2 separate regions of the Dromaius novaehollandiae genome follow, and region 2 is linked to region 1. Evidence: chromatin contacts called from public Hi-C data. All regions are on one chromosome and are shown on one strand. Each heading gives the region's core, a stretch centred on a gene start, on an enhancer-like site or on the middle of the called end of the contact. The rest is flanking DNA. Distances are from core to core; before and after follow the strand shown.

What was found. Hi-C and Micro-C count contacts between places; a contact is called where the count stands out from the background.
Region 2: a Hi-C map of liver shows a contact between it and region 1, with 9 times the contacts expected there. The contact joins the enhancer-like site here to the promoter of PLB1 in region 1. A contact is called at or near these places in 3 of 4 Hi-C or Micro-C datasets (brain, liver and ovary).

The regions. Positions count from the first base shown.
Region 1 is chr3:97,117,428-97,123,761 of bDroNov1.hap1, forward strand. It overlaps PLB1 (phospholipase B1), which reads left to right and starts at 4,297. Exons shown (of 58, transcript XM_026121158.2): 1 at 4,297-4,403. The coding sequence starts at 4,355.
Region 2 is chr3:97,274,710-97,281,198 of bDroNov1.hap1, forward strand. No RefSeq gene overlaps it. Among named protein-coding and RNA genes, the nearest start is that of PPP1CB, 33 kb to the left of the region's middle. Within about 2 kb of position 3,747, at least 2 of the 2 cell types and tissues checked have open chromatin away from gene starts, as enhancers often do.

The DNA of each region.
Region 1 (6,334 bases), core at 3,047-5,546:
TGTGTCTTCAAATGAAATGGAGAATCAGTCTGCTTTATATTTCAGCAATAAGTCTTCTGCTGTGCCAGCATAATATGATAGTTTTGTGGGTGCAAAAATATTACCCTCTGATATATGGCCTCTGCTTGTTAGCAGCTGAAAGAGCTACTTCCTTAGTGTATACAGTAAAAGGTTGTGCTTCTGGTGCCAGTATTTGGGGTTTAATAATAAATGGTTGCGTGCTAAGGGTCTTTTTTAATGTGCAACTTTAGATTCATGACTTTGTATTTTAAAACATTGGCCCTATATTGGAAGACATAATTGATTGTCGAGTTTCTGGTTTTCAATATTCTGTGTAAGTAAAAGGAATGCAGAAGAAAACTCTCCTGAAGTGAGCAGCTGAGAAAAACTTGAAGACAAGGAGAAAAATCCATAGGCTTTCCCAGCTATAGCTCTGGTACCAAGTGAAGGTCTAGGTATACTGCAAGCTACCTAAAAATGTAGAAATGGGTCAAGCAGTTTGGCTAATATGGTTGAGTGCGTATCACTGAATATATGTTTGGATGTTGCTTCCTTCAGAGCTGACATAGAGAGCCGAATTTTGCTTTCTGTGGTGTTAGGCTCTGTTGGGCCTAGGCACGTGAGCTGGGTATGTGGTCATGTTCACTTAAGAATATACAAAGGCACCATACTGCTGTTCCTCATCACCATCTTCCAGGCAAAGCCTTTCTGCGCCTGGTGTGTTGGCAGCTTTCTCTGTCCAGGACGGATGGCAAAGAAAATCATACAAGTCAGGCGGGATCAGATGCCAAGTTCAGCTAGCGCCCTGCCCTGTCTGGGCAGCGCCAGCTCTGGGAAAGGCACAAGACGTCCTCTGCAGATCATTATCTGATTAGCTGCATGGCTGCAATTCCCCAGGGTGCTCCTGAGTGCTGCCAGCTGGGCAGTACCGCTTCTGCATCTAAGAGGAAATTTTTTCTCCTCTTGCTTTTGCAAACTTCTTTCATCTTTGTCTCCACCCGCCATTTGCTATTGAGTCTAGGAGATGTTTTGATGCTTGGGTGGTGGAAAGGTTCATTTACAGCAGATTTATGGGCCTTGGAGTTGGCGCTGTTTCCCTTCTGGAGCATGTCACAGTGTCTAAAGGCCTTTGTGGCTAAACTGATACTCTTGGAGCTGTGGTTTATTGCAAATGTATAAATCAATGCTACCTTCCTCCCCTTTTCCACCCTTTGCTTGATGTTCAGTGAGTCGAGGAGCTTTCTCTCTGGGATTTTACGCACTTCCCGTTCACTATGGAGGCTGTTTCTCAGACTGCCTGATAACCAGAGCTTTCTCTTGAAGAGTGACAAAGCCACAGGCACTTGCACGTAATGACAAAAAGCCACCAAAGGTAATGCCTTTTTACACTGAGACTGTGCGACGCTATGTCATTAAGGGCCCTGAAAATGAGTGTCTGGGCCCTGCGCGCAGGCCCAGCCCTCCCTGTCCCTGCTGCCCCCTCAGGGCCTCCCCACCACCCCAGGCCCCATGTCAGCCCAGCCTGGGGCTGGAGCCCAGCACCGCTGCAGCATCACGGCCAGGGTCCCCAACCGGGGCAACCGCCCGGCCCAGCCCCACGGCGATGCCTGACACTGGCCCCTACCATGGGGAGCTCCTGGCCTCACGACACCTGGACCATGAGTAAATTCCTACCTCTTCATTACCTTTCTGGCCAAAAGAGGCTGGCTGTCAAGCTGTGTGTTGGTCTGGGAGATGCCCAGGTGGAACAAACTCCCCTCTCAGACATGAAGGTGGGAGCTGGGGAGCAGCTGTTTGCACTGACGAGGTCTGTTCTGTGCTTGTGCTGGGTGAGATTAGAGACTCAGGATGTGGAGGAGCTTTTTCCTCTGTCTAGGCAGATTCCTGCTTAAGTGTTACCCTGAATAATATCTAGATGTTTTCACAATTAATATTGCATCTCCATTTCTGAAAAGTTAAGTGGGCATAAGATCAATCTGCAATGCATTCCCTTAAAGAACAACAAATTTCAGTCATGAAGCAACAAAAAGCCAAACTAAACAGCCCTTTGAAGGATGGGCTAGATTGCCTGTGACACCAGGTGTGTCAGAGGTTTAGTTAAGCATTTGAAGCTATTTATTTAAGTAGTCACACATTAACTCTGTAGGAGCTCTAGCTAGGTATCATTAGGTTCAAAAGAGGCTGGGGGATGCTCCAAGGCTTTGCGTGAGGACAGCAGGGTGTTTTTCAGAGGTTGGATGTTAATGCTGTAATCAAAATACAGTGGAGTCTCCCTTGGGAGTGCAGTATCACAGTCTAACTGGCACTTGTGTAGACTCTTTGTATCTGCAAAAGTGACTGGGTTATTGCAGTAGTGTTGTAGCTGGGGTTTTGGAGACCTGGGCACACTGCTTGCATGCCCAGATCTCTGATGCTTGGGTTGACTGTCTGCATACAAGCAACAGTACGGTCTTACTTACAGACTTGCTCTGTGTGTATGCAGTAACTCTTATGCACTGCTTGCTGTGCCTATGATGCACTGTAAGCTCAGTAAGTCCTGAATTACACCTACTGCAGTTTGGCTGAGCACTTGTGGAGCTTGTTCAAGCTGGAAAAACTTGAGCATGAGTGTGATCAGCCCAGGTCTTAAGATCATAGTAGTTTCTGGTCAGTTCAGTATGAAGGTTGATATTTGCAGAAAATTCACTGGCAGAATGGGGACAGTTACCTGTACTGCTTGTGGGCAGGTGGTCTGTCTTGGAAAGGATTTGTGAGGAATGCCTCAGCACAGGAAAATTCTCCAGAAGCAGAACTGGCCATATCCCATGGGCTAAATCTTCACCTGGAGATGCAGAAGTCATGTTTAACATGCCGAGTGCCAGGACTGGTGGCACTTGAGGCTTTGCACTACTTCTCTCAGTGTCTCATGGTTTCTTCTCCCAGTATTGGGAATCATATGGGCTCAGGATGTTTCTATGAGTTTTAACTTTTACCATTCACATCAGATAGCAATAGAGAAATAACCTCCTGCTCTGCTTTCTAGGGGTCTTTCCTCTGTATAATGGCTGGTGCTTGCTCTGCTGGTTCCAGAGATAAAGATAACTCTGGGCAATCACTAAGCAGAGGAGCCCCTCTAGACCCTTCAGAAGTGGTAACATGTCCCTGAGGAAGTGCTTAGTCTCAGAAAGTTGTGAGGGTTATTTACCCTGTCTCACTTCACAGCAGGGTTTCATAGCACAGGGTAGAGCAGCACTGTCTTGCACAGCAGCTGATTGCAGCTTGGGAGGAGGGTGTACTCTCCTTGCTTTGATCATGAGCTTTCTGTGCTCACCTGTGCTGACTTTGAAGTGTTTCACACCTCTCTGGAAGTCAATTAAACTTAGCTTTTTGCAGTTTCAGTGAATTAAATCAGCTCTTAGAAGGGTCTGGTGACTCTGGAGCTGATGGAAGAGAGACTGGCACAGCATTAGGCTGGGTGAAGGCAAGGAAAGAGCAGAGGCAGGAAAGGAGAGAAGAGGAAGAGCACAACTTTCCCCTTTTGGATGGATGTGGGCTGTTACGAAGAGCTCAGCTGCCCCTGTAACCTCAGGAATGGAGTCTCCTTCCATGCCCAACAGAGACAGACTGGTGCCAAACTAAGGTGTAATACATCACCTGGAGGAGCCTTGACTGTGCCAGAAGATGACTTGCTGATTTAAGTGCTAGTATTTGGTGAGACTACTCCTATGAAGTGGCCAGCTGTCTCTGAAAAAAAGGCAAATTCTCAGCAGGGCACTTGACTTCGTTTTTTTCCTGTGAGAGAGTTTGTATGATTTGCATTGTGTGATATAAATAAACTCTGAAAAGTGTAGGACTAGGGTGACATACACTTACACCAAGCATATGCATCTTTTTAAGAGTTCATTTGTTGCATGAGCAATAAAACACACCTGCTATGCACGTCACGTTCTGGATAGCTTTTTTAACCATTGGCAGTAGGCCAAAAACTACTGCTACTTTCAGTTGTGATCAGAGTACTTGTTCAATAAATGGTGTGGCTCATTTCTCATAGATAAGACAGAAAGGATGAGCAGAATAGGGGAAAGAGTGCATAGCAGAGGAGAGAAGTGGGAGAAGCTGTGCCACCTCTGCTCTTCTTGGCCCATAGATGAGGTGATGTATGAACTAGGGTTACACATCTTCTTGAAACAAGGTATGAAAATGTTATCACTGTCAATCTGCTTTCCCAAGGTGAAGAGGCTAATAAAGTTTATGGCTGCTGAGTTATCAACTTTGGTAAAATATAAAGGAGGAAAAAGAAGAGAATTTCTTTGCTAACAGCCATAGAGCCTAAGCAACAGCACTTCAAGATTATCAATTCATAGAAGCACTAACCATGAAACTACTGTTAGGCCTGTTCTTCCTTTGGCTTCTGTCCTCAGAAGGTAAGATTTGAAAGGCACTTTGAAAATTCCAGTTACACAGTATATAGAAACCTATATTTTTGGTTTTTGCAGGGTTAGTGTATACCAGAGATCTTAGAAGTAGGATCAGGAAAATCTGTGAGTAAAATTCTGATCTTGCGTATAGTTTTGGTTATGTTTGATTATTTCACATACAAATACATGTATTGGTTTGCACTGTTCTGGGCACTGACCTCAACTGAGGCAGGCACTAAGGTTTTCTGAAGAGAAAAACATCAAATAATCAGACTAGTAGGCCTGTCCCAAAATGGTGCAGAGGTGCAAGCATGTGCCAGAGGTTTTCTCTGAATTCATGCCTGTGATCATTTGTTTTTTCAGTGATGGAAGGCTGTTTAAATGGGTTAGGCAGTATCCCGACATTCAGGGCATCTTCATTTAGATTCCTGCTTTTCCGCAGACTTTCTGTATACCCCAAGCAAATTACTGTACCAAATAAATAAACAAAAAAACCTCTATTACCTATAGTGGCTCTGTGTATTTTACACTTGGAGCAAGATGCTGACTTTGTAGGTGTTCTAGTACTGAAAATGCTTATTGGCTCTGTGCTTCACCTCTCCACTTGTGAGAAAGTGATATGCAATAGTAGTGCTTTAGCTTACCAGTAGGTTGTGAGGATAAATACCTTCAGAGGATTATAAAGTGCTCTGGCAAATAACTAACTGTTGAGAGGTTTTGTTTCCTGAAATAAGCAGGAGAAATGATCAAAACTCATTTTTTAATTTAGGGGGGGAAATATGCATGGTGACTGGAGTTCCTGTGAAAACTTCATTCATGAAAAAACTGTGACTGATAGCAGCCTGTAAGAATTATTTGTTGCAATAGGTTAACTATAAGAACAAGGGAGGAAGGAGGATAAGAATTTGTCTCCACTATTTTGGGAAAATTGTCAGAGAAATACCTTTATTGGTGATATAGTTGAGAAAATTAAAAGTTAGAATTATTGAACTGCAGAGTAAGGGAGTAACTGTAATGTTGGGAGTGGCAGGAGGTAAAAGACATCCTATGGAAAGCATAAATCCTGACCAAACAAGGAAAACTGAAGAATATATGCTCTGGTAGGTTAACTATATTCAGGCAAGCCAAAAAAGAATCTGAGGGAAAGCAATAAATAATTGCTAAAGGAATAAGAACTAATAAATCCTTTTTCAAATATGCCTGAAACAGGGAGTCTGTAGGGTTGACTGAAATATAAAAGAAAGCTCAAGCTCAGCAGAAAAGCTAAATTGTTTTTTTTTTCCCCTTTAGCATCCTCTGCACAGAAGTTTGAAACAGGCTTTGTGCTCAGAATCTTTCTGTGCAGGGGACAAGCCCAAGAAATGGTAAAATTCTCGAAAAAATTGATGACGCAAGAGGAAAAAGACTGCCAGGACTAGGTGACGTTCTCCCAAGGGGATGTGCCAGACAGAAATATGAGCATGTCAGTGTGTTAGCTCTGCTGCAAACCATTTCTTGAATTAGTGTTGGTATTGGGAACAGAAGATGGCAAGTGTTCAAATTTGCCCCCATTTTAGGAAGATGTGGGGACCTGCAGTGGTAGTTGTACAGTAGTAAAGTTGACTTCTGTACTAGGCAAATTGGTGATACTAGAGTAAAGAACAGAATGAACTGATTCAGGGCAAGTATGGTACAATGGGAAAGCTTCATTGTGGAATTGAAGAAGAAAATTCATGACTATGGGCACATGCCCATGAATAATTCAGCTGAGGTGTATTTGGATTTAAAATTCTTTTGACCAAAAGCTTTTAAAGAAGCTAAGCTGACATGGGATGAGGTTGAAGGGACTTTTATGGGCCCCTGCTTTAAAGATGAAGAATTAAAAATCAGACTAGATTGTAAGTTTTCAAACAGGAAGAAGAGTGGGGGAGAGAATCTGCGGTCTTCTAGTGATCTGT
Region 2 (6,489 bases), core at 2,497-4,996, 160 kb after region 1:
GCTTCTGACATACTGACTTCTGGACAAAATGGGCCACAGAAAAAATAATCCTGAAGCTTAAAAATCTCTTTGAAAATCTAAAAAACTTTGGAAAAAGCAATGAATGCCACTGATGCTACAAATCTTGGCATCTAATAGTGTAATTCTCCTTACTTCAAGCAAGACTGGTGATGGAAAACATCAGTGGTAGCACAGTGCTGGTAAGACACAGGCAGCTGATGAAAACTTTGTTACTAGCTCTCATGAAGTAACAATAAGACCTTGCATTTGCTGGCCATATGGATGGTTTCAAGTGTAGAATAGGCAAAGAGTCAGTTGTGGAAGGAGTGACAGACAGGAGGATTGGCAAGGGGAGGCAGGGGGTTGGTGGCCTGCCTTGTCCATTCCTTGTGCAGGTGTGGGGGTGGTGGAATGCTGCTCAGTTTGCTGCAAGAGAAACATTGACAGCATTTCTGAAGGCTGTTCAGGGTGAGGTGAATATTGCTGTCTTCAGAAGTTTTAGTGAGGTATGTTTTAAAGGTATGTTCTTACTCAGAAATGGTTAGGAGTTGTAACTATCTTGTTTGCAAGCTAGAAAAACTGTTTAAAAAAAAAAAAAAGGGCCTCCAGTGGAAGTTTTAGTGGTGGGAGTGTTGTGTAGAGCCAGCATAGTACGTAGTCAGAACTGTTGCCTTTATGGAAGGGAGAAGAAAAAGAGGGGGGTAAGGGGGGAAGAAAACAAGTTACCCTGCTGTGTGCCATTTCTACAATTTTTGGTTACCTTATCCACTCTCTTGGAGGCTCAGTCTGCCTTAACAATGCCCGTTCAAAACTTCATTCTGTGGAATTTGCTGGTAGTCTAATTAATGTTTTCCATGTAAACTTCTTGTTCATGCAAGCCTGAAATACTAAGTAGCACAGTATTAACAGAGTACTGGGAAGAAACAAGGGGATTTTTAAATAAGCTGTTAGAGACATGTAAGACTGTACACTGTTTGGGGGGCAGGAACAGGCAAAGACACCCCTCTCCTTCTATCTGACAGTAATATCCACTTTTGATTTTGTAGTAGTGTACAACATAGTGCACAGCCTCTTTATTTTTCTCCTTGTTGGTTGACAGTCACTTTGATTTCCAGGCACTAGAGGAATATCTGTCTTCATCAGATTTTAAATATTCCTGTAGAAAGTGCTTCTTTGATGTCATTCATGTTGACTGATCATTGATCAGAGATTCTTGTGTTTTGCTGGGAGCAGGGGAGGGCTTCTATGCTGCATAGCGGTCAGGAGTGTGTTTCCAAGCATGGAATATTTGTAATTGTTGGCTACTTTGAAGGAGCAAAAAAATTTCTCCAGTGTTAAATGCAGTTGTGGCTATTATGCTGGTGTAACACCTTGAGCACTTTTTCTGTTTAGGTAGACTTGTTTGTACAAATTTGATATATTTCTGGAAGATGCTGTAAAAATAGTCACTGAAAACACTGTAAAGGAACTTATATACTACTGGGTTGCAAGTAGTTTGCTGTGTCTAGACATATAGAAGTATTCATGGTCACTAAAACCTGAATTGGTCTCTTTGCTTTTAGCTTACTGTGATTAACTACCAATGCATTGCAAGGTGTCAGTCTCATGATCCTATTGCAGAGACTGCATTTGTACTGTATTTTCTATCAAGAGAGAAATTATTAGGTACATATGGCTTATATCCCAGTGTGCTGCATTGCTGTGTGCTTTGCTCCATTGTGGATGGAAATTCTTCAGACTTGTTGAAGCTGCTTTTCTTGTTAATATGCTACATCCCTATTTTGAGGTTGTTTGAAGATGGAGATCCTGCTCACCTCAGTGGTTGGCATCAACAGTTCCTGGGATCTGTGGAGTCCTCTGCTGTGCCTGTACCACAAGATGATGGAAATAATCAAGGAGCAACAGGCTAATATCTCTTATATGAGGAAGAGTCCTTGTCTGTGCCTTGTCTTTTGAGTATCAGAGGATCTAGATAAGTCAAAGAGGATATTGCCGTCATACTGCGGAAGCTGTCAGCCTAAATTACTGGAGTTATAGATGGTGGGTTTGGGGTTGACAAACACATTTTTGGTTCTGTAATAGTGGAGATGTATAAGAGACATGTATGTATTGCTATTGTTAATCTGAAAGTGACTTGAGAATAACTCAGCTTTGGATACGTGGAGCTTGCGGAACATATGATACATGAGTACCTTGCTTGTTGTTTGGAGTAAAGCTCAAAGATTAACAGAAAAGGATGCTCTTCAAGGCCTATGTAGATGATAGTTGCAGAAGCCTAGCCTTTAAACTAGTGTCTTTCCTGGCAAACTGCCAGCATAGTATCCATTCCCACTGTGCCTGGAAACTTCCCTGCTGTCAGGTTTGTGGGAGATGAACACATCTGTACAAACCTGGCAGGTAGCATTATAGCTAGTAAAGAGCAAAGGCAAACTGATACTGTCAATATTGCACTTGTTTGAATTGTAACTTGACTTGTGCCTACTTTGTAATGTGCAGGAGGATAAATGTGACTCTTGCCCTTGCTTATTTTCACCAATCCGTTGGAAGCCAAATACAGTGTTGTCTTATGTTGGAGCAGAGATGACTACAGCACAACACTTGTTAAATATCTGTGCATCTGAATCATGTGGGCTAATGCTATGCTGTAGAGAGCACTGTGATCTTTTTATACGAAACAGATTGGAGATGAAGCTCATGTTCTGGTGCATACTTAAGTCCCAGTTCTTTGTATGTCTGGAGAGTCCTGGACTGTTATAAGAATGGCCTACTAAGTATGTAGTCCTGCTCACCAGTAAAAAAGGAGCTCAATGAGTCGGTGACAGTCTTGGAATATTTAGGCATGGCCAGGGATTTTTTTTTCTGTACTGTCACCTGTTTGATTCTGCTAATGAGAAACAATTTTCAAGCTATCTCACAGTGCAGCTGAACACTTTTTTTCTCTCTTGGATCGTACAGTGATTTTGCTTGCTTTGTTCCAAAGGTTGGCCAAGGTTTTGATGACAGCATCTAACCAGGTGACTGCATACAACTCATGGGCATATAACCAGTCATTCTTCTCATTGCTTGTATCAGATGATCAAAGCCGAAGGAACCTTGGACCATCTTGGACTGAACACTGGAAAACCATGTGACAGTAAGTTGATGTTGGGACAGTAGATAAATCAGTTATCAAAATAAGACAGAAGTTTTTGCACTTTTTGTTATTATGGGTCTGACAGATTCTTGACTTGAGTGGATTTCTGGAACTGGTAGTGTCTGAGTATCTTCCTTGTAGTTTCCTGAAGTTGCTGGAGAATTAGCAGAGCTATCTAGGCACCTGTTTTATATCTTAGTCTGCCATGTTAAAATACTTAATAGTAATAATCTCAACATGTTAATTGCTAGTAAGGATAACGTTTCATTTTGTTCTGTGTCCTATCTGAACTCAGATTAATCTAGGTACCCATATGTCCAACAACCTGAGAAAAAACAGAATTCAAAATAACTGCTTTCCACAAGCTCTAATGTATGGCTTGTTGTATCTTCCAAGGAAAACTTCTCTCTTGTTGCTGTCCAAAATAGTCTAAATAGGTGGAGCTTTAAACAGTGTATATGTACTACATGTGGCTTGGCATGGCCTCTTTCCTGGGTTCTTGCTGCCTTATTTAACAAACTGCAGCCTGAGCTTTTTGCTTAGCTTACTGCAGACTCGAACTGTAGGAGCAGCCATTATCAGAAAGTAGGTGCTAATTGGTTCCAGCTGCAAAAAGTTGCAAAAGCAAGCTGGTATCTTCAGGCAGGGATTTAAGTTTTATGTTAGAGTACAGAGGCATAGCACTCCCAGGCAGAACTTGTGAAATGAGTACCACATGAAAATCCTGTTGACAAATGATCAGCATGCCCAGATGTTAAGTTTCAGTGTTTTAACTTAACCCAAGTTACTGTCAAATGCAGGAAGTAAAGTGAACAGATGGGACTACAGTTTTTCTAGTCTCTTGCAGATAGTTAAATAAGTTGATACTCAAATATAGTAAGTTAAAATGTTTACAGAAAGCAAAGTATTTTTAAGTTGCTGTTTTTTTCCCCCTTTTATAGAGGTTTGCCTTCTCATGATGCTTTAAAGGTCTGAATCTTTTGGGTACAATACTGTAGATAGGTTTCCAATTAGTTATGGAAAAGGCTTAATAGTATTTTACGAACAAAACGATGTGGCTCATGAAGTGAAGCGGAGAAGCACACAAAGTTGATAAGGCCAGCAAGTATTTTGATGTCATGTTTTTCCTGTCACTTTGCTTTGAACTCCTAGAAAATGTATGGTGATGTGAAAGCTGCAAGGGTTTTACATTGTTCCCTCTGGCTGCTTCCTAGCAGCATTTCTGCAGTTCCATAAATTCATCAATGCCTTGTTGAGTGTGTATACTCTTTGAGAGTATATAAATCCATAATTCTCCATTAGCTAGTCCAGAATATTTTATGTTTATACTTCAGGTTGCCATTGCTGAGTGGTTTCTTGCACCTTCTATAAAAATAGGCCATATCACTTTCATGAAATTTTGAGAGAGGGAGCATGTTCTGAGAATTATGTCTTAATGGATTATTTAAAACTAGAAAGAAAAATAGGCAACTAATACTTTCCATTGAGGGATTTTGGAGTGCTTTACAAACAGAAACAGAAAGCTTCCAAAAGAATTAGAAGCACCATGCTTATTTTACAGGAGGCCTTGTTAAGAGGATGGGGGTGTAAGATTTAAGACTCTATTCTGTTGAAACAGGGATAAGAGCAAACACTTTGTCTTGCCTACTCAGGGCACTTGCCTAATGGGTACAACAACAAACTGGCATTCTAGTCTTAGAGGCTTTTATTTGCCTCTACCAGCTAGGGCAAGAAGGTGCATCATTCCTTTTCCATCCTTGGGTCTGTCTAGTTCATAACCGTATGTGAGTTTAAAGACTTTACGGAAAGGACCTAATGCAGTTACTACAATGATGCCCTTCATGTTAGAATTGATCTAGCATACAGATGCCATCTAGTGGTTAAAGGCTGGTGGATGAAGAGTTATTACTGCAGATCTGGCATTTTATTGCATGTTTATTCTGTAATTTGACTGATGTGGAAACCTTGTTCAGTACTGAAATACATTCATAGGACATGCTCCATAATAGCTCAGAACTTGCTTTGTTGAAACTAGGCTTACCTTAGTGAAAAGTTCAGATTAAATTCACTTAAATTTGGCAAACTTCATGGAGTTTCTTAAAGGACTTTTTCTTTTAATAAAATCAGAGCTGCCATGAAAATTATAGAAAAGCATCAGCCACCATAGGCTTTGTCTTCTGTGATGGTTTCCAGGTTTCTTCATGAGTCTGCAATCTCCTGTTTTCAAGTCTGAATTCAAGTAAGGCAGGTTTCTTCGTGTAAGTTTCCAGTGATTGGAAGTTTCCAGTGATGAAAAGTCTGTAAGAAACACAGTATGTTTACTTCTGGTATAAATCAGTATAACTCCATTGAAAAAAATTGAATTAATTTTGGCTTAGATGTAGAGAGTAAGAGAGACCCTATCAGAATAGGGCTGGTATTAAATTTGTGAATACTCTCTCTATCCAAAATTTTACATGACTTGCATTGCTTTTAACTTAACCATCTCTTCCTATGCTCCACCTATGGCTTGGCATTGCAGGCATACATAGCCTCAAAAGAGATTTGTAGGCCTTAGGCCTGATTTGAGAGAATTGCTTGATACTTTGGTCTAGGCAGGTGCCCATGGTTGCCTACAATGAGTTGTGCTTGAAAAGCTGTATCTACATTAGTGTTAGTTCAGAGCAATGTGTGCTTTTGAAATGAATCCCTCTGTCCCTGCTTACTGGTTTAGTTTGGAGAGCTCATGCCATTGTACACAAATCAGATCTTTTGGTTTAGTTTCATATGAAAGGAATCTGTTTCCAGTGCATGTCCAATGAATGGGGTGATGGATCCCAACTGCTGAGTGGGCCATACTGCTTTGAAGTCCCCCAGCTGGATGGATGAGTGAGCATGGGTGCACTGATAGTATGGTATCAAACATCAAGAGCTCATGTGACCCTCTACAGTGCTTCTCATGCTGTATAAAGGCAAACTGACACCTGCATTCCTGATACTTTCTGTCAACAGTCACACTTCAGTCTTACTCTACTGCTTCTCTCTCATCTGCCCATCATTTTTCATCAGTATCCTTTCCCTTCTTTCTGTCTTACTTTCTGTTGCCCTTTCCGAACCTCTTCAGTCACTAAGGGCTGATTTTCATTGTCCCCCTTTTCTGAGTGCTTTTCTTCCTGATGGTGGCACAGTCTCTTTGACTTCCCAGATGTTCACACATGGTGGCACCTTGGGCTGCAAGGAAATACTCATTTTCAACCTATGTTATGAGAAGGCTGAAATCTCTGGTGGCTGGATAACCTAGCAGCAGGAGGCTGTTCACCTCATGACAGCTGCTGACTGAGAGGCCCTGCAATTGGTATATGCATACAGTTCAAGAA